Regions from separate parts of the Sorghum bicolor genome. Here region 2 is linked to region 1. The links are chromatin contacts, called in public HiCAR-type maps. All regions are on one chromosome and are shown on one strand. The core of a region is the stretch at or near the end of the contact, and the rest is flanking DNA. Distances in the headings are between cores, read along the strand shown.

Evidence for each region. HiCAR-type assays count read pairs that join an accessible place to other places.
Region 2: a contact with region 1 is called in a HiCAR-type map of leaf, with 3 times the contacts expected there. The contact joins the promoter of LOC8071526 here to the promoter of LOC8065238 in region 1. A contact is called at or near these places in 1 of 4 Hi-C or Micro-C datasets (leaf) and 1 of 1 datasets of contacts at active chromatin or transcription factors (leaf).

The regions. Positions count from the first base shown.
Region 1 is chr8:62,080,979-62,088,808 of Sorghum_bicolor_NCBIv3, reverse strand. It overlaps LOC8065238 (malate dehydrogenase, glyoxysomal), which reads left to right and starts at 2,744. Exons shown (of 9, transcript XM_002443600.2): 1 at 2,744-3,101; 2 at 3,930-4,145; 3 at 4,896-5,210; 4 at 5,298-5,387; 5 at 5,509-5,592; 6 at 6,035-6,070; 7 at 6,153-6,242; 8 at 6,362-6,456; 9 at 7,650-7,830. The coding sequence starts at 2,760. The coding sequence ends at 7,722.
Region 2 is chr8:62,116,297-62,123,196 of Sorghum_bicolor_NCBIv3, reverse strand. LOC8071526 (receptor protein-tyrosine kinase CEPR1) reads right to left here and starts at 2,144. Exons shown (of 2, transcript XM_002442557.2): 1 at 1-2,144. The coding sequence starts at 1,875.

The DNA.
Region 1 (7,830 bases), core at 1,495-3,994:
GAAATAAATGCTATTAGATTAGTTATAAAATATATTTTCATAATAAATTTATTGAAGATATAAATGTTAATATTATTTACTGTAAACTTAGTTAAACTTGAGTTGACCGGCACGGTCCCCATAATTGCATTCTTTCCTAGAATTTTAAGTGTAGTCAATATGCTCATCAGTAGTGAGACGCCTATACAATGGTTAATTTTAGTGGTAAATAGTAATCGATGTATCAATCAAAGTGAGACATCTGTGTGATGGCTTAATGGAGGTGCTCATAAGGACACCTGCAACGGTGTCAATAAGGTACACATTGGGCCTACATTTCCCGGTAGAGCTCATGAGCTGGTGGTCTGACTTCAGTGTCTACCTCCAACCACAAGCTGCCCACAGCCCACCCACTAACGTGGCTCCTCTCTAAATTAAAAGAAAAAAAAGTTCATGTTATCTCTTTCAACTTTTGTGAAAATCTATTTTTCATTTTAAACTCTAAAATCAGGAAACTTTTAAAACTGTTCATTTTACTTCTCTTACCGGTTATAAGCAGTTTTCAAATGCGGTTTTGTATCTTTCTTTTTTATTTATTTCAGTCTTTAAAAAATCATAGTACATTACAAAAAAAAATCATAAAATAGAAAATCTAATTTTGTTGGATTCTACATAAGTAGATCTACATAATAAATATATAATATGGTATACTTTAGTATATATTTTTTGTTGTAAGCTTTAGATATAATAATATAAAAGCAAAAGTTGAGGGAGATAATGTGAACATTTTCTTCTTTTACTCATCTACCAAATGAAGTAGCTGCTTGGGCAGGTACGTTATCTGGGCCAACTATTGGAGGCCCGTTTACCTTTCATGGAGGCTCATCTCTATTTGATCCAACGCATCCATTCGTCTTCCTTTCAATCTTTACAATGTCTCGTCAAAAAAAAAAAAAAAATCTTGACAATGAGTTATTGCAACTGTGGTTAGGCATACACAGAACCTTTTGTTGATCTCTGTTCTAATCTCTGATCTTAGCCAGTTAATGGTCCTCTACAACTCGAGTTTTATTTGTGATGTCTGTTGTTCTAAAAAACATATGCAAGTGAACTGATCGTAGATCAGCTGGTTGAGTTCCTTGCGATGGAACTTGTCCGTCCAGGTTCTAAGTCCTCGATTTGTCATGAGTGTTCGTATTTTCCTAGATTTATTCCAGGATTTAGTGACGCTGTACTTGGTAGGCGATATATCTGTCAATTAATAGCGAGGCGTCAGTGGTGATTTTCTCGTGATCTGTTGGCTCAGTCCTTCGGAGATGCTCATAGAGATAGAGTTTACATATGTGTGGTTATAGGGGTGAATGTGCGTGCGTTGTGAGTATCTGCGTTGTATGGTGTAATTCTAAAAATACATATGCAAGTGTTGAGTCCATTTCTCTTCGACTAACACAATTTCATCAAACCTAGCAGGGCCCATACCACCATCTGAAGTACGACTGAAAGGAACAGAATGACACTGTGATAAATGAATCATATATATGTATTTTTTACATGACTCCCGTCAACAATGGTGTGATTAGCTTACACACAATGCGTCTATCACTATTTATAAAGCCTAGAGTGCCGCAAGATGTATGTACCACTCAAAGTGTTTTTTTGAGCTAGAAAGAAATTTGTGCTATATCCTTTTTCCCTTCACAAGATCTATTGGGCCACATGACAAGATCTATTGGTCCACAAGATGACATTAAACTGTATCTGGAGCATTGGAGGAGACCAAATTACCACCATAAGTTCATAACTAATTGAAAGGTCAAATCAGTCAAAGTTTTTTAAGAAATTTTTAGAATGAATTCCCACGCCAATTCAATTTAATTAGATTGTAAATTTCTAGAGAGCTTGGCACTTGTAGAGTGACACACTACATGAAACAAACATTGCTGTCATTGTTAGTTGCCTGAATTTTTCTGATATGCTTGTGGGAATCCATTGAATGAAGAGCAAGTTGAGAATCTTGTGTGATTACATTAGAGAGTTGAGTGAAGTCTTGAGCATTTTGACAAAGTCAAGTCCATGGTGAATCATTTGTTAAGTATTTCTAGTGCCGAGTCCACGGTTAAATATTTGTTACTTTTGTCAACGTCAAATCAAGTTATCCTAAATAAAATTATTTATTATGGGACAATTCTATTTTTTTGGAATGACTATATTCCTTACCTTACATTTAGTTTATTTTTTGATGACCAAACATTGATGGATTATGAGACTATTTGATTGGTGCGAAAGTTTGTCCTGCCTAACCTTCGACAAATTGTGCTATCACAGAAAGTGAGGCAAGTAAAATCGAATCCACACTTGTGAGAAAGTTTGATAAAAAATGAGTCTATGCCATGTGGAACATAGTTATAAGAAAGTGTGACGTGTCATTGCTATGAACCAAACAATTGCCTTCAAAACTACGGCATAATAACTAACCTTTGGCGTGACAAAATTTGGTCATAAACCAAACAATCTTTAAGCCTAACATACTCTTTCTTAAAACAAGAAGAGAGAAAAAAAGAGAGGTGTGATGATTTCATCACCAATTCACTCAAATCTTGTTTGGTTATTTTTGTATCAACCTCATCATCCACACGCAGACGCAGCTAAACAAAACGTTATTGGTACTTTCTTCGGGCCGCTCATAACAAAGCATGGAAAGACCCGGCGTGTGTGGTGTGCTGTGCACTCCAGGGAAGACTAGACGAGACTACCATCTTCTATCGTCATCGTCGTGATCCATGGCACCACCGCTTTGCCTTCGCACACCGTGCCCGGCCGCATTCCTGCCCATGCCCCATCAGGCCATCACAACGGTCGATCCCTTCCCATTGAAACGTGCACGCATCGTCCGTTCCGCAGGGAGTAACAACCAACGACACCTGCGACCTACCTCTCTTTCCCTGCTCTGCTTCCTCCAACTCCAAGTCCAAGAAGCCTCCATCCAACTCTCTGTCTCTGCAACGCCACAGCCGGAGGCAACCATGGATCAGCAGCACCAGCAAGGGCTCGACGCGGCGGCGGCTAGGCGGATGGCCACGCTCGCCTCACACCTGCGCCCGCACCCTGCCTCTCCCCCTCAGGTCAGCCACCGCGCTCCCCCCTGCCTCTCCCCCACTTTCCGGCTCGTCTGGTTTTTCCTCCGGATCAGGGGGACGCCGGCGGTTCGCTTGGATTCGCTTCACCGCCGGACGCCCTCCCGTCTATCGACTCGAACATCTTAGTTGTCCAGCTGCCGCAGAGAATTCGAGCCCCAATGGTCAGGGGGCTCCTTCCCCGCAGCGCCGGCTCCCCCCCACCCCAAGCTGGGACCTTGGCATGAAAGGTGGCTCCTTTGGTCCGGATGGGATGGGAGCCGTATTAGCATTTTGAATTCCAGTGTATGCCACCACTGCCTTGGATCGTCGGTCGGCTTGTGGTTGCCTACCAGTACCAACGGCTGCTCTGTTTTTGTTTATGCCAAAGCTGAATTGCTTTGGATAGAACTATATTAATTCGAATTCAATTCTTGTTCCTGGATGTAACTACTGCTGAATGTTGACTCAACAGCATACTGCAGTGTACTGAATTGCAGCTGGATAGTAGTTTGGGCACCTAAAAGGGCGCAATTCTGACAAATACTGGAATTCGTTTGAGTGTCTTAGCAATTACCTAACAATTATAGGTTTTATTATTACTTTCTGTTTTTTCTGATAGCTGAATGGCGATGGCTACCTTGTAAACCACATGTCGCATGGTTTTAACAGAATACCACCTGAATCTGGTGATGAAACACAAGCTTCCTCCTCATGGAATAAAATAGTCACACTGATGATCAGATCTGACATATGCTAGCTAAAAGTTTTCTACCTTCTTCAGAATAAAATACTTTTCATATCTGCTAAGATTTCTCCTGTTGCTTTGTTTTGAAGGTGGAGGATGTTCCCCTCCTGAGGGGTTCCAATTGCCGCGCAAAAGGGGCGGCGCCGGGCTTCAAAGTCGCGATCTTGGGCGCAGCAGGTGGGATCGGGCAGCCACTCGCGCTATTGATGAAGATAAACCCTCTTGTTTCGGTGCTCCATCTATATGATGTCGTCAACACACCTGGTGTCACAGCTGACATCAGCCACATGAGCACTGGTGCTGTGGTACGCTCAACTTTATGTGAAACTGAAATCACTATAAGATATTTTTGAATTTTGATTCTGAAAACTTAAACGGTAGATTACTGTTGCAGCTAGTTGATGGTAGATCTCTACTGCAGTTGGTTCCCATCTGGACTCTTAGGTCATATGTACAGGACATAAAGTGCTGCAGCCTGCATCTGCAAACGTGTATTAGCTACTGCCTACTGTACTTCCGAGTTCAGACTCGTCCTGACGTACTAAATTTTGTCACTGGAAGGCTTGGGAAACAAATACGAGATCCTCTGTAAAATATATTACCAGGATTTTTTTAGATAACCATTGAAGAATTCTTTTTTAGGGCCTGTTTGGCAGGGCTCCTCTAGAAGAGCCAGAGGCGTTTTGGAATTTGTGGCTTCGCCAAAACGGCTCCGGCTCTTCTTTTTACTTAAAAACGGCTTCTCCAGAAAAACGTTTGGCAAGGCTCCTCTAGAGGAGCCAGAGCCGGAGCCGGTGAGAAGGCCTGCCAAACAGGCCCTTAATGCCTGACCACTCACTGATAATTGTGGACAAAACGCAAAACAGAAACAACTTTGACCTACATCGTTACTTTCAGTTTTCCGATATAAGTTTAATTTTTGTTGGCTTCTGGTTACGTTACGTAGCTCCCTGGATGTATTCTGTGTCATACAAACATAAATATATTTATCTTGGTCACCATTATGTCTATTTTTAAGCTTTTGGTGTAATTATGCTAACCTCTAAACTCTATAGGTACGTGGCTTCTTGGGCCAGCCACAGTTGGAAAATGCCCTGACCGGAATGGATCTTGTAATAATTCCGGCTGGTGTCCCTCGGAAACCTGGGATGACAAGGGATGATTTGTTCAACATAAATGCTGGAATAGTCCGTACCCTGTGTGAAGGAATTGCAAAATGCTGCCCAAATGCAATTGTGAATGTGATCAGTAATCCTGTCAACTCTACTGTTCCGATTGCTGCTGAAGTTTTCAAGAAAGCTGGAACTTATGACCCTAAGCGTCTTTTGGGTGTGACCACACTTGATGTAGTGAGAGCAAATACTTTTGTGGTATGTATATCAATACGGTTTGCCATGATACGCTGTACAATATTGTATTTCTTCATGGGTTCAAAATTCATCCATTTCTGTTTACAGGGAGAGGTTCTTGGACTTGACCCCAGAGAAGTAAATGTTCCAGTTATCGGTGGGCATGCAGGAATTACGATACTGCCACTCCTTTCACAGGTCAGGAGTACTTTGAAACTTTATTCACTACAAAATTCTGAACCATGTACACTCTGCATGATGGGAATATTAGAAAATCAGTCACATTTCATTTATTTTGATGCTCTGCTTTTTTTAATAGGTGAATCCTTCCTGCTCATTCACGTCAGAAGAGGTTAAATACCTCACTTCTCGCATACAGAATGGTGGCACAGAAGTAGTCGAGGTATACTTTTTCCTTAGTCTACTGATACTCCTATGCTGCATCTCTATGCACAATGAGGGAAGAAAAGCCAGTTCCACAAATCCCTTTTTCAGTTTCTCTGCTATGCATTTTGCTTCAGTTTTGCGTCCAGTTAACTGCATGCATGCTGATTTCATTTGTTTGGCTGAATTGAGCAGAGAAAGAATCCATGTGCTTAATTTTGAGAATAAAAGTTAGATCACTAGTAAACTATATGTGCAAGTCTATTACTATGTGCCTGTTTATGTGTAACAAAACCTTCCTATCATTTTAATGGCAATGTAAGATACTGGAGTTTTGGTATTTGTTATTTACATATGTTTTGTTAAGTGAAGGTCTTGTGTTTGTTATTTTTTTTCCAAACAATGGATTGCTCTGCTACATTAAAAAAATCTTTTTTTTTCTTATTATTGGTATATTTCAGGCTAAAGCTGGAGCAGGATCAGCAACTCTTTCAATGGTTGGTATCTTGTATGCACATCAATGTCCATAATGTGTAAGCTTCAAAGTTGATTCAGTTAACACTAATACTACCTTCGCAGGCCTATGCAGCTGCCAAATTTGCAGATGCTTGCCTGAGAGGATTGCGTGGTGATGCTGGGATAGTAGAGTGCTCTTATGTAGCTTCTCAGGTTTCTTTTCTTTCTTGTATACAGTTTAAAACCATCATTCAGGTTTTTCTTTGATCTACCTTTTTGTTGATCCAAATTATTGATTTGTGAGTTCTATTTCCCTTGTTTTGTGGTTGAAGGTCACAGAGCTGCCTTTCTTTGCATCCAAAGTGCGGTTAGGGCGATGTGGCATTGAGGAGATCCTACCACTTGGGCCATTAAATGAGTTTGAGAGGTCTGTATTCTGTACTCAAACTTACAACTACTCAGGTTCTTGTTATTAATTGAAGTTGCATGTTCTGTATGATTCAACGCATGCTTTCCACTGAAGTATAGATATATCTCAGCAAATTTAGCTTGTTCTGCTTTTTGTCTAGAACAACAGGTTCATCTTGCTCACTCATGTCACCCCACATGATTTGAATCTGCCAGATTGTAGTAGATACTGATGATAAGTCATTTGTATGTCTTCTTTTCTCCTGCGCCATGGGCCTATTGGTCAGAAGTGTTCCACAGACCAGAATACAGTTCAGAGGAGAAAGCATGAATGTGTCTGCATGCAGATGCAGCCATGCGTGTTCCTGCATAAACAACCCTGAAGGAACATAAACTAGTGAACTGAAACCGTATGACTTTTCAGTGGCATAGAAATACCACGGTCACATTATTCTTCAGACTGTTAGTACTGATGTAGGCCGGCGATGAATCATCAAACATGCAGGATGCTAGGAGTGTGCATCGTTGAATGCCATTATTTCATATCGTTGAATGGCAGTGAGGAGATCCTACCACTTGGCCCATTAAATGAGTTTTAGAGGTCTGTATTCCGTACCTGAAAACTTACAACTACCCAGGTTCTTGTTATGAGTTGAAGTTGCATGCTCTGCATGATTCAACACCTGTGTCACACATGCTTTCCACTGAATATCTCAGCAATTTTTGTCTGTTTGTCTCGAACAGGTCCATCTTGCCCACTCATGTCACCCCTCTTGATTTGGATCTTCCAGATTGTAGTAGATACTGATAAGTTCTTATGTCTTCTTTTATCTTGCGCATGGACCTATTGGTCACAAGTGTTTCATAGACTAGACTACAGTTCACAGGAGAAAGCATGAATGCGTCATGTATGCAACCATGCCTGTTCCTGCATAAACAACCCTGCAGGAACGTAACTAGTGGACTAAAATCCTATGACTTTTCAGTGGCATAGAAATACCATGATCACATTATTCTTCACAGCATGTTAGTACTGATGTAGGCTGAGGATGAATCATCAAGCACGCAAGATGATAGGAGTGTGTTTCGTTGAATGCCATTATTTCCTATCATTTATCTATTATGCCGTATCAATTGTTATTGATATCCTAGAGCTCTACTGACCTGCATCACTTCGTTTTCTTTACACATTCACACATCACTGTCATGCAGAGCTGGTCTGGAGAAGGCAAAGAAAGAACTGGCCGAGAGTATCCAGAAGGGTGTCTCTTTCATCAACAAGTGAGGCGGGCCAGCCCAACATAGAAATAGATGTGGCGTGTTTTGGCTTCCTGAGAACTCTTATCTCTTGTTATCTCATTGTAAAACTGTGTACATGGCACGAATAATCTAC
Region 2 (6,900 bases), core at 895-3,394, 35 kb before region 1:
CAGCGCCAGCATCGCCACCGCGCACACCAGCGCGCACACGCCCACCACCCACACGTCTCCGGCCAGCCCTCGCCGGAGGCTCGGCCGCGGGCACAGCGGCAGCGCCGGGTCCGTCAGGTTCAGCCGGAACGCCACGCACAGCCCCGGGTTCCCCGCCACGCTCTCCAGCAGACCCTCCTTGATGAGCTGCAGCGGCACCGGCCCCGACAGGTTGTTGTTGGAGAAGTCCAGCGAGTTTGGCAGCAGCTTGCACAGCGACTCCGGGATCTCGCCGGACAGCGCGTTGTCCGACAGGTTCAGCACGTTCAGCGTCTTGAGCCCGGCGAGCGTCTCCGGGATGGACCCGTTCAGCCGGTTCCCCTGCAGCGACAGCTGGTTCAGCTTCGACAGCAGGCCCACGGACGCCGGGATGGGGCCGGCGATGAGGTTGTTGCTCAGGTCGATCTTCACCAGCCCCGACGCGCCGGCGATATCCGGCGGGAGCACGCCGGACATCCGGTTGTTGGACGCGAACAGCGACGTCAGGTTCGTGGCGCCCGCCACCGTGGCCGCCACGGGGCCTGTGAAGTGGTTGTAGTTGAGGTCGACGATGGAGGCGTGCGGGAGGCCGAAGATGCCCGGCGGCACGTCGCCCTCCAGGTGGTTGTTGCTCACCCGGAATCTGATCAGCGGCGTGCACTCGGCGTACGCCGGCGGGATAGGCCCCGTGAGCAGGTTGCTCAGCACCAGGATGTACTGGAGCTTCCCGTTGACGCAGGCGTACGGCGGCAGCGGGCCCGTCAGCTGGTTCTCCGACACCTCGATGACGTTGAGGTCCGAGTACCGGCCGAGGTCGGCGGGGATCTCGCCGGTGAGCTGGTTGCGGTAAACGGAGAGGATGCGCAGCTGCGTGGAGTTGCCGAGCACGGCAGGGATGGTGCCCGTGAGACGGTTGGTGTAGATCTGGAGCACGCGCAGGTTGCGCAGCGCGCACAGCGACTCCGGGATGGCCCCCGTGAGGCGGTTCTCGGAGAGGTCGATGTCGGTGAGCTCCGTGAGGTTGCCGAGCTCGGCGGGGACGCCGCCCTCCAGCTCGTTGTAGTAGAGCTCGAGGAACTGCAGCCTCGGGAGGCGCGCCAGCGACACGGGGATGGTGCCGGTGAGGTAGTTGCCGCTGAGCTCGAGGTCGGTGAGCGACGTCATGTTGCCGAACCACGCGGGGATGCCGCCGCGCATGGAGGTGGTGGAGAGGATGAGCACGCGGATGCGGCGCAGCGGCACGAACAGCGACTCGGCCGGCCGCCACACGTCGAACCCGGGGTTCTGGTTGAGGTTCACCACCTCGAGGCTGGTGACGTTGGCGATGGACGTCGGGAACGCGCCGGTGAAGAGGTTGTTGGAGAGGTCGAGCACCCGCAGCGAGCGCAGCGGGGACAGGTCGGGGGGCACGGCGCCCGACACGCCGGAGAAGCTGAGGTTCAGCACCTCCAGGGAGGTGCAGTTGAGAACGCCGAGAGGGAACCCGCCGCGGACGTCGTTGTACGCCATCCGGAGCTCCCGGAGCGCGGGCAGCGCCGCGCAGACGCCCGGCGGGAGCCGGCCGACGAGGCGCCACGACGTGACGTCGATGCCCGTGACGTTGCCGGACCGGTCGCAGGTGACGCCGTGGAAGCTGCAGTAGTCCGGCGCGGCCGGCGACGACGTGAAGTCCCACCACCTGGACATGCCTGGCCCCGGGAACTGCTCCTTCATCTTGGCGAGGTAGGCAGCCTGCGTGTCCAGCTCCAATGCCGCCGCCGCCGCCGGACCGCCATCGCCGGACGCGAAGAAGAAGATGACGATGAAGAGAACGAACCAGAGCGTGGGTGGAGGTGAACAGAGAGTGGTGGACACCATAGCAGCACCAGCTGACCAGCAGGTAGCTAGGAGATAGAAGAGGAAGAAGCTGGATCGTACGTGTGCCTGCAAGCTTGTGCCGCTGTTGTTGAAAGGAGCTCTGCTTTGTTACAAATGGGATTGGAATGGTGAGGAGGAGCTATCAGGAAGGAGAGGAGAGTATATAAGTGGAGTGGGAATCTGTGGAGGGAATTGGAATTGCTCTGAATGGTGATGGTGATGATATAAAGGAGATGGAGGAGGGAGAGATGCATGGCTTTTGATGTTGGGGATATATGCCCTGCCCTGCCCTGCCAGGCCCCAGCTGCTCTGCTCATTGCCAATCACAACAAAACTGATTGGCACCTCACTCAGTGCAGTGAGCAACATTCTCCAGCCTCTTCTTGTGCAGTGCTCTCCCTTCACCCCCTCTCTGTCTCTTCTCTTGTGCAGGAATTCTCCTTGAGCAGAGCTGCTGGTCAAAAATTGACATGCAATCAGACAACTGGTCAGGTCTGGCCCAGTCAAGCCCAGCATGTCCACTAGCCGTTTCAGAATCAAGGGCTGAGAGAGACAGGGGCCTCATATGGGCCTGGCCACTCTTCAGCCCACATCTGACACTGGCCCGCCTGCCCGGCTCGACCCGGTCCAGCCCGGCCGAGCACTAACTGAACCCAAATGTGTTTTACACACACTTCCAGGCAAGTGATCAGTAAACCATGCTTTTTTAGATATGATCAGTAAACCATATTAGCTCACCAATTGCTGTCAATAGATTGACATGTACCGGCCGGCAAGCCATGTCAGTTTCATCAGTTTCCTGTTCAGAGTTGACATAAATCAGTGTTTCTGTTCAGAGTTGACATGAAGCAATTGTCAATGATACATTACCGACACCATCATGCTAGTATATTATCTGTGCATCCACCATATTAACTCTCTGCTGAAATCTGAAATGGAGAGCACTGTGTTGTGGTGGAGAGGCATCACCCACAGTCACTCAATCAGTCACAGACTCACACAGCCCCCTGCTGTTAACTGAAAACACTACTGAAGGCATAAAGGACAGTGCAGAACTGCAGATCAACTTGCAGCAACCAGCAAGCAAAAACAGTGCAGCTGCTAATCCTGCAATCTCCATGGGGAACAAGGACAAACCCTGCCTCTAGTGGGTGCCAATCCCAATCATTGCTCACACTTTAGGAGGATCAGCAGCATGCTGACAAATGTAAAGCCTCTTCCATCTCCTAAAAATCAATTCTTTATAGCCCTAACAAGCAGTGAGTTGTAGAGGAGTGTAGTGTATTAGGCTGTACCAGAAAGTAGCAGCAATTTTTTAAAAGAAAAAAAAAATAGCAAGTGAGCGCTACTGCATGCTCAGCTGCTGATGCTTGTTCAGTAGTGGCCTGAATGATGCCATGCTTTATTTGCCAGTAGTTTGTTTGCAATGTGTGCATACGCCAATCTGCATCTTTTTCCTGTACAGCCAGCAGTGCTTAGCAGTTTAGTAACCGAATTAGTACTTTACTTTGTTGTGTTATATTATACTGTATTCGATTAATGGAGTAAAAAGCCTAGCGGCACGCCTGCTGATAATTGTTATGCAAGCTTTGAGCTTGGATTTGGCTGAAGACTCCATCAGTCAACATTACTCAGTCTCAACCTGGAATAATTAAGAACTTTCAAATGGAATTTAGGCACTTCACCATTAGTGCTACTAGCTAGAGCAACTCTAGGGCATTTGGCACAAATTCTTTACTGCTATTTAACACGTCAAGAGAACAATTCCTTCAAAAAAAATGGCACTAGAATGGAATGCACACGTGTGCTCCAATATTTTCCTCTTTATAATTTCCACAAGCGCAGTTCGGATAGCACCGAATAAAACTTCTGAAAAAAAATTGTCCTAGAAAGAACAGCATGAATATAGGAAAAGTCAAATTTATTAATTTCTTTTTTCTGAATTTCTCAAAAAAAAGGAATGATTTTTTTAAGAACAATATAATTTTTGTGGAGGTGGTGGTGGGTCCACGTGGAGGAATCCATGGTGGATAAGGAGTTGTGGCGGGAAGGTGGTGATACATAGATGCTCACTCAAAAGGTGCCATGCACTTGCCATTACATAAAAATAAAATGTAACTCACCGTGGTGGACATGAAAAAGGAGACAATGACGAGTCGATTTTTTTTTTAAAAAAAAATCCCCTTGTTCATCATCATGTGTTTCTCGCGTCTCCTGATTGGTCAGAAGCATTATTAGGTTTAGAACCACATCAGGCCAATCGTTGTAAAAAAATAGTGCATAATAACGTGCGGTTCGCCACATATATATGGAAAAGAGCAGGGCTGATTATCCTCACTCAGTTATTAACCCCATATTCAGTGGCTTGACTTGATAAAAATCCTCAGTGACTTCATAAAAGAATATCATGGGTTAAACCATGCATCATTATCCATGGAGCCTAAATTAATAGCTGCATATGCTATATTCCTATTGCTATAGTTGATAGTTTACTTTTTCCTTCAGATTATGAATCTGAAGTATATGGTGTAAAGAGTTTGGTCTTGTAGCAATCTGAATTATGGTAGTTTATACTCCTTCAGGATCAAAATAGCCTCTTTTACGATATTCAAAATGTTGTTTCCTCAAAAAACAATATTCAAAATGCTACTGCCGCAATCTAAAATAGGATGTGATTCTAAGTCAAATTATTTTAATTTTAACTAAATACATAGATAATACTATCACCATTTATGATTTTAAATAGGTATACTATATGAGAATATATTTCATGACAAATTTTTATGATGGTTACTTTATATCATGATATTCATGAATATTAGTACTTATTTAATAGAAAATTTGGTCAAATTGAATATGATTTGATTTTATCCTATAGCTAGAATTGTATTCTGAGACTTGTTGCTTAATGGCTTCTAGGCAATTTACACTACTTTTTTCAGTCTTAATCCTCCTTAATTGCTCCACTAACTAATTTACTACTAACTTCGTTGCCCATGCATGGTTACTATAGTGAATAATAAATGAGGGTAAGATGATCATTTTATCTATCTCATTAAGGTCATGTCTGATCACAGTTAGACCTAATCAGCTAAAATGATCACGCACCTAGAAACCTACCAATTGTAGATTATGGACGCCAAAACGACCAACTTGCCCCTCCACCTTTGGCACCACAAGGGGAAAAAAAACTATAGCATGCAACGGCACTGTTTTGGACCTCAAACATTGTACATTATCATAGTATATAATCTAGATTGTTATAATGTAGTTGGGATTTTCCAAACAGGTATTAGTGATAAGTCATGATATGGTGTGTGCGCGCACGTGTGTGAAGATGTCAGGACATTATGCAATGGAAGAGTTAGGTATGGTACGGCATGCATGGTAACTCCACTTTTACCTTCACCGTGAAAAACAGGAATATCGGTTAAAAGATATGAATAATCTTTTAGTAAAAGAAGAAATGATTACGGCCATTAACAATCCTAAGGTGAAAACACTGTCATATGGCATTAGCTCTGTAGTGGGCGGGGAATGAATACTCCTTTTGATCAAGGACGCATGCTGGCCACGAAGCTACATCAATATTTCAATCACCAGTCAGTCAAATATTGCGTTGCTGATATAACAAATACCTGCTTATGTATATATTGAATCTCTTCTTTATTTAGGATAAAAGATTATATATACTGGAGTAGCGCCTAGCTTGCGGGTGGTGCAGCACTAAGCGAGGCATCTACCACCGCGGGTTTAGGATAAAAGAACATGCAATGTGACGCTGAATCGCAGGATCCGTGAAAATATTGGATGGACATCTATGTGAATTTCATTATCTTGAATGCACTAAAGAGCTGTGTGTCATTGTATTAAAGATCTGAATGGATGATTTATGTTGAGTGTGGTTGCGCGACCAACCTTTTAACGCTTAAAGTAATAAAAAAATCGAACTATTAATCACTTGTCTACTTCAATATTCCCCTTTACTTGAAGGCTAGCTCCTCATCTGGATCAAACATGAAAATTATAGTGTGTAATGATTATGAACTCAAAATAAGTGGCAATAATTAATATCTACTATATTAAGGTACTCCCTCCGTCCCAAGAAAAACTCTGTTTTAGATTTTTTTTTTTAGAAAAAAAAAAACAAGTTGAACTATATATTAAGTTGCTCTTATGTGTATAGGTTTCCTTTGCTACCAATATGGTAATCCACCAGATTAAGGATGGCGAGCTAACATGGTTAGCTTCAAAGGATGCATTCTAGTAGAGTAGGAGTAGAAGAAGTTTCTCAAACGCCAAGTTGGACCGACAAATTCTGTATTAGAATCTTTCTTGGGCTACAGTCCATTTATTCACTTAAGCTTATCAACCAAAATTAGCACTACTTTTTAGTTACGAAACAATATTTTTTTGTAACAATAAATCAACATCAGCAATCATCAACAGCGGAACAACCTATCAGGAACCATGATGTTTGGTGTGCCAAAGAAAAAAAGGAACAAAAATCAATCTCATCTGAGAATATAATAAAGATTTAGATTTTGTCATGGCCGAGACAAAGCCCACATTTGTATACAATGTGCTACGGCCCTACCAAATGAGGCAAGCATAGCTAGCCCGTTGGGCTAACTTGCTATTTCACCTAGGCAAGGATCAAATCAAAATAGAAGGCAGCCCATAAAAACCTACTTGGCGAACATGTTGGTTCGACCCAAATATGGATGTTGGACGTACAGGCCCACTTAACTAAACATTCTAATGTAGGGCCATGGGCATCTCATATGTGTAGCAGGCTACCATAACTGCTTTAAGCTTTTAACCACGACAGGAGTAGAGATGTCAACGGGGCCCCGTTCCCCGATTCCCCGCGAGGGAATTCACCCATTAGGAGACGGGGATGATAAAGATTTTACCCCCACGGAGAATTAAACAGGACAAAAGTTGTCCCCGTCGGGGTTCACGGGGACGGGGATGGTATGCATGCCCCCGTCCCCCGCTCTCCGCGGGGACCCGACTCTGAAG